Regions from separate parts of the Mus musculus genome. Here region 1 is linked to region 2. Evidence: chromatin contacts called from public HiChIP or PLAC-seq data. All regions are on one chromosome and are shown on one strand. Each heading gives the region's core, a stretch centred on a gene start, on an enhancer-like site or on the middle of the called end of the contact. The rest is flanking DNA. Distances are from core to core; before and after follow the strand shown. Region 1 has its middle 36 kb from the start of Gm39040. Region 2 overlaps Acan (aggrecan).

The links. HiChIP or PLAC-seq counts read pairs in DNA pulled down with a chosen protein or histone mark.
Region 1: an HNF4G HiChIP or PLAC-seq map of pancreatic cancer cells shows a contact between it and region 2. The contact joins two enhancer-like sites. A contact is called at or near these places in 1 of 484 Hi-C or Micro-C datasets (embryonic stem cells) and 2 of 115 datasets of contacts at active chromatin or transcription factors (embryonic stem cells and pancreatic cancer cells).

What each region holds. Positions count from the first base shown.
Region 1 is chr7:79,210,253-79,212,952 of GRCm38.p6, forward strand. No RefSeq gene overlaps it. Among named protein-coding and RNA genes, the nearest start is that of Gm39040, 36 kb to the right of the region's middle. Within about 2 kb of position 1,364, at least 55 of the 459 cell types and tissues checked have an H3K27ac peak or open chromatin away from gene starts, as enhancers often do. A contact at or near this core is called in pancreatic cancer cells, where this site is marked.
Region 2 is chr7:79,079,042-79,081,741 of GRCm38.p6, forward strand. All of the region lies in intron 1 of Acan (aggrecan), which reads left to right. Among named protein-coding and RNA genes, the nearest start is that of Gm26633, 27 kb to the left of the region's middle. Within about 2 kb of position 1,315, at least 14 of the 459 cell types and tissues checked have an H3K27ac peak or open chromatin away from gene starts, as enhancers often do. A contact at or near this core is called in pancreatic cancer cells, where this site is marked.

The DNA of each region.
Region 1 (2,700 bases), core at 114-2,613, 130 kb after region 2:
TCAGGAGGCACTTGCCCCAGAGATGGCAGAAGCTCAGACTAGGGACGCGCCTGGCCCTGGTGGGATCAGACCCTGAGCCCCAGCCATCTTGGGATGGGGGGAGCCAGGAATGAGGGTGGGATGTCTATCCATTGCCTCAGGTTCCGGAGTGCTGCCCACCGTTTCTTAACCCAGATCTTGAAGAAGGCTGCAATCCAGGGACCATCTCAAACCTGGCTGTCTTCACCTCTCTACTGGTTTTCCCTCTGCCCAACATGCAATGTAATCACATGACTCAGACACCCCTACATTTTCAAGTCCAGACTCTCTCCCTCCAAAGTAAAGATTTATGGAGTGTGGTGGCACAGACTTGTGGTTGAACAAGGAAGTGGAAGTCAGACTGATGTATGAAGGGTTTACCAATAAACTTGCTTATATTAAGTTACATGTAAGTAAAACTTAGCCAAAGGATTTTTGCCTCCACAGGAAAGTTTCATAGATGGTGTTGGCTTCTATTGGTCCTTTAAATCCTGTGCCTTTTATTCAGAAGAGTGTAATTCTGCCAGGCAGGCAGAATGACATTGGTTCATGGCTGCCCCTAAAAAAAACTCAGCTTGTTTCAGATAACTTTGACAATGCCTTACTTAAATCTCCCATATGTCTAAAGTGTCCAAACTTGCAATTTCCTGACTCTGTAAAATGTGTTTAATTGCCCAAACTGTAAAAGTGTTTAATTGCCCAAAGTATGAGGCTGTGAGCCCAAAGGCAACTCATTTGTATAAGCCATAAGGGATCCAGGTTCAGGGTCCAGTTTCTCTTTGGGTATTAGCCAGAGCCAGACTTGCACTGCTATTAAAGAGGGTTTTTTTTTTTTCCTTATTATTCCCTGTGTAATTGGAGTAAATTCTCACTGGAGGGGATTAATTTACCATCACATAATCCCACCTTAAGAGGCTGAGGCAGGAGGACTGAAAATGCAAGACTGGTTTGGACTACAAAATGAGACTTCATCTCAAAACAGTAGAGTGTCGTCGTCCGTCCCGTCCCCCCCCCGCCGCCCCTCTCCCCTATCTTCAAGGTGTTGGCACTAAGCCCTAGTTCTGTGACCCGTTTGTGTGACCTTGTCACATTATGTAAACAGCATTGTGGAGTGGTGGGTGTGGGTAAGTCCAAGGTTCCAACACAAATGTTGGGGGCTGGGGGGGTGCTTGGTAAAAGGAGAGGTATGTGACAAATTAGGAGGGACAGTTGCTTAAGCCTGGGGAATTTCAAGTCGCAGCCTGACTTGGCATGCTCCTCATCTGCCTATGCTTTACACACCCGGTGCCTTTTGCCCTATCAGAAGTCTGCATCTCCCCAGGGAGCTCAGAGGGCTTTGTCGGGTGCCTGTCTGCACCGTGCCTGGGGCTGTGTAGGCACGTCCACATCAGCACATTCTTTGCCTCAGACCCTACCCCACTTTCCAAACTCTCCAGAAGTCTTGCCACACCCCACCCCACCCCCCAGGACATGAATCACAATGAAGACAGCAATGTCTGATAGTACACAAAGCAGTGAATGTCCTCTCTGAGAGCAGGATCTGTGTTCCTGAAAAAGCCAGTCAGATGTCCCCTCTCACAAAAATGCTCCAGAGAAGACTAATACATTGTATGCTTGAAAACATCTGGGAGATTCTGCTGACCCACGCCTGAACTTCCTCGTTCTTCCCTTTCCCACACACATCTCTCTGGTAACCTGAAAAGCTGGGACAACACAAGAGATGGGCATCGTTTCTGTTTGGGTTTCGGTTTTAAGGTAGTTTCCTAAGTTGGACATAAAAATGCTTAGTAAAATAAACTTCAGCCTCAACAAAGATCAATATTTAAAAATACAGGAGTCACTGGGCATGGTGGGATGTGCTGTTAGTACCAGCATTCAAGAGGCAGAGGCAGGTGGACCTCTGCGAGTTCAAGCCCAGCCGGGTCTACATAGGAAGTTCCAGGCCAGCCAGAGCTATCTAGAACAAACAAAATCAAAAGAAGGATGTGGAGAGGAGCATTTTGAGAGTCAACTGGACATTGACTGCCAATTACATTGCCATGAGCACAGGGATGCTGGACAAGTGGCTCATGCTCTTTAGGAAACTGATACCTGAGAAGCAAATGAGCAAAGGCAGCCCTAATACTCTAGCCAACACCCAGCAAGGACACGCATGATGTCATTGGAGCAGCCATGAGCTAGGAGTCACAGGTGAGTTGCTGGGCTCACGGACCTTGAAGTTCTCTAGTTGTTAGATCCAAGACAAGTGGCTGGTGCTTTCTGTGCCTCGGTGTGTCCTCTTCTACTTTCCTTTCCTTCCTGTTCCTGCCTCTCCCTTCTTGCCCTTACCTTCCCTGATTTTCTTTGGAGCTGGGGATTAGATGTTCTTTGCATCTTTAGGATTCCCTTTACCCCTGGGTGATACCCTACCCCCTCCAGCATTTTCCTAATAGCTCTACCTCTGTAGGTGTCTTTCTTAGGATTAAAAGAGTTCTTAGCTAAGGATAAACCTTAAAGGGCAGAGTGTCTGCCTACTATGCACAAGACCAAAGATTCATTTCTCAATACCATGCAAAGAGCAGGGCAAGTAAGTAAATAAAATCACAGCATTCAAGAGGCAAGAAGATCAGCAGTTCAAAGTCAGCCTCAGCTCATATCAAGTTCCAGACCAGCCTGGGATAACAAAAACAAAAACAAAAACAA
Region 2 (2,700 bases), core at 65-2,564:
CCTCCTCCTCCTCTTCCTCCCCCTCCTCCTCTCCCTTTCCCTCCTCCTCCTTCTCCTCTTCCTCCCCCTCCTCCTCCTCTTCCTCCTCCTCCTCTTCCTCCTCCTCCTCTTCCTTTTTCCTTTTCCCTGTTTCCTGTTTCTCTAGCTTTTGGAAGGGCAGTGGTGTTGCTTTTGAATGAAAACAGTTTTTTCTTTATGAAAAGTCACCTGGCCTGATCCTCCTGTCAGGTAGGAAGCCTCCCCTCCCACATCTATTTCCATCGTCCCCAATTCACGGGTTCTAAGTGTTTCACACAGGCTGGTGGGAGAGAGTGGCACTGGTGGGTCCCTGCTGATGCTACAGCCTGTGTGTGTACAGTGCCAAAGGCACAGTGCCCAGCCCAGATGAGAAGAACTGACTGGCAAGACATCTCACTCCATCTGTGAAACAGCAAGAACAGGTCTTGTGTTAATAGGCAGTAAGTGACCCGGCAGGGCCAGGACCTGGGTCTGAGTCTTGACAGAGCTGCTAAAAAAGGAATTCAGAATGAGAGAATGAGCTACACTTTCAATGATGTGATCTGATGAAGTCCCTGCCTCCAACTATGGACCATATTCACACGTATGCACACAAACACACAGGCACATACATACAGAGACATACACACAAAGACAGACTGACACACATGCACATGCGTGCATGCAGTCACACATCACAGAGAGAGACAGAAACACACAGACACACACACACAGAGACAGAGAGAGAGACAGAGACAGAGACAGAGACAGAGATATGAAAAGCAGGAACCTGCAGCTTTTCCTGGTCAAGCTTCTAACAATTGATCAATCCCTGGCACACAAGGATCCTTGAGGCTTTCTGCTGGGCCATCCCCGTGCTTCTGAGCTCCCACTGCTGTCCATCTCAGGCCTTCCTCTCATCTCCCCATCCTCAACACCCTTCATGTACCATCCCTTCCCACGGCCTCGCTTTCCTTCCCATTGAGAAAGGTCTCTCTGTCCACGAGTGAGCGTGGGCTGGCAAAGTCAGTATCCTCACATAAAAGCCTCACTGAGTCTCTGAGAGGCTTGGAACCCAGACAGAATGGAATTGCTCCCTATTTTTCTTTACAACTGAGAAAACACACACAAACACAAGAGCATATTTATTGCGATAATTCTATCCCAAAGTTTTTAAGAAGAAGAAATAAAATTAGTCTTGCTGCCTACTCCGCACCAGCCCCCTCCCTTTCATTCCTTCACATTTCCTGGTCTAAGCCAGGGAGAAAAACAGAGCCAGCCCAAACCCCACAGAGCACCATTGCATCCCAGACAATGTCCAGCTTGTTCAGAGAGCGAGGGAAGAAACACAACTCCGAAACATACACAAGACTTCCAAGTGAAGGGTGTTCTGAGGGAGGAACAGGCTAGCTTTGTGTCTGGGTCTTGGGTAAAGGTCCCTCTGCAAACACACCTCAGGCTGATCTTCCTTGACCCTCCAGGAAACCATTTCCTAGCCCTGACTGGTTCACTGATCTTGAACAAGAACCCCTCTCCAACTCTGTGTCTCCTCAAAGTGCCAGACCTGGGGCCCCAGAAATTTATTTTTTTAAGTTAGTATCTAAGTCATAAAATCCCTAAGGAGAAGCAAGGGGCCATTTCTCAGAACTGTGGAACTTTCCAGACTTCCTACAGCACAAGGGGTCATGTGCCTCTATGCCCTCAGCCGCACAGACAGGCCTTTCATTTCTCAGGCCTGGGTCGAGGACTGATGGTCAAAAATGCCAAGCTCCAGAGACAGGAAAGGGTCCCCTTGTCCTGGGCCCAGACTGTTCCTCCCCAGGAACCCCTGGATGGAAATGTCAGTGTCTCCCCTCCCCACAATCTTGATGCTCCTACGGGTGCTGCGCCCTGATCCCTGCGCTGGCCCAGCCTATGGTGACTAAACAGAGAGCGACACCTGCTGGACGGTTGGACTCCAACAGAGCTGAGGCTGGGATCTGGAGGCCAGGGGGAAGGGTGCTGTCTCCATGAAGGATGCTCTCTGTGGCTGCAGATCCCATCTGTCCTCTACCACTGCCCCATCCCCAAGGCTTCCTTTATTATTCTTAGACCAAAAGTAAATGCTGTTGCTGCTGCTGCTGCTGCTGCTGCTGCATGTGGGGCATGGTGTCACACAGTGCAGGTCTCAGAAGGTGTGTGAGTGGCATGGTTGTGTACCCTCCAGGGCAGTGGTACCATGAGGTCCAGATTGTTTCCACATACAGCTGGCTGAAGGCCACTGCTCCAGATGATGGCTTGATAAATTCAGTTATGCTTGCTGGCTGGAGTTGGGGATCCCTACTGTTCAAGGGAGAGCTTTAAGTGGTGGTTGCAACAGATCTGTCATTACCAAGCCTCATGTACTATATACATAATTATGTTCCCCATACTTTCATATGATTGGCATGCAGTCGATTGGTTTGCACATGTGTGCTCCACTACTGACCAATCATTTCATTTCAGCAGAAGATATGCCCTTGCATGACTCTGTGTGTGTGTGCGGGGGAGGGGGGGGAGAGGGAGAGAATAAAGTCAATACAAGTGGAGGCTGTGGGTCCCCAGAGTTGCAGAGACTCAAAAAGAGGCCAGAGCACCTGGCTACACATCTTCAGTTTGAAACTCCACATGTTCAAACCCCAGAAAAAGCTGATGCTTCAGGTCAAGTCCAAAAGGGAGGAGAAA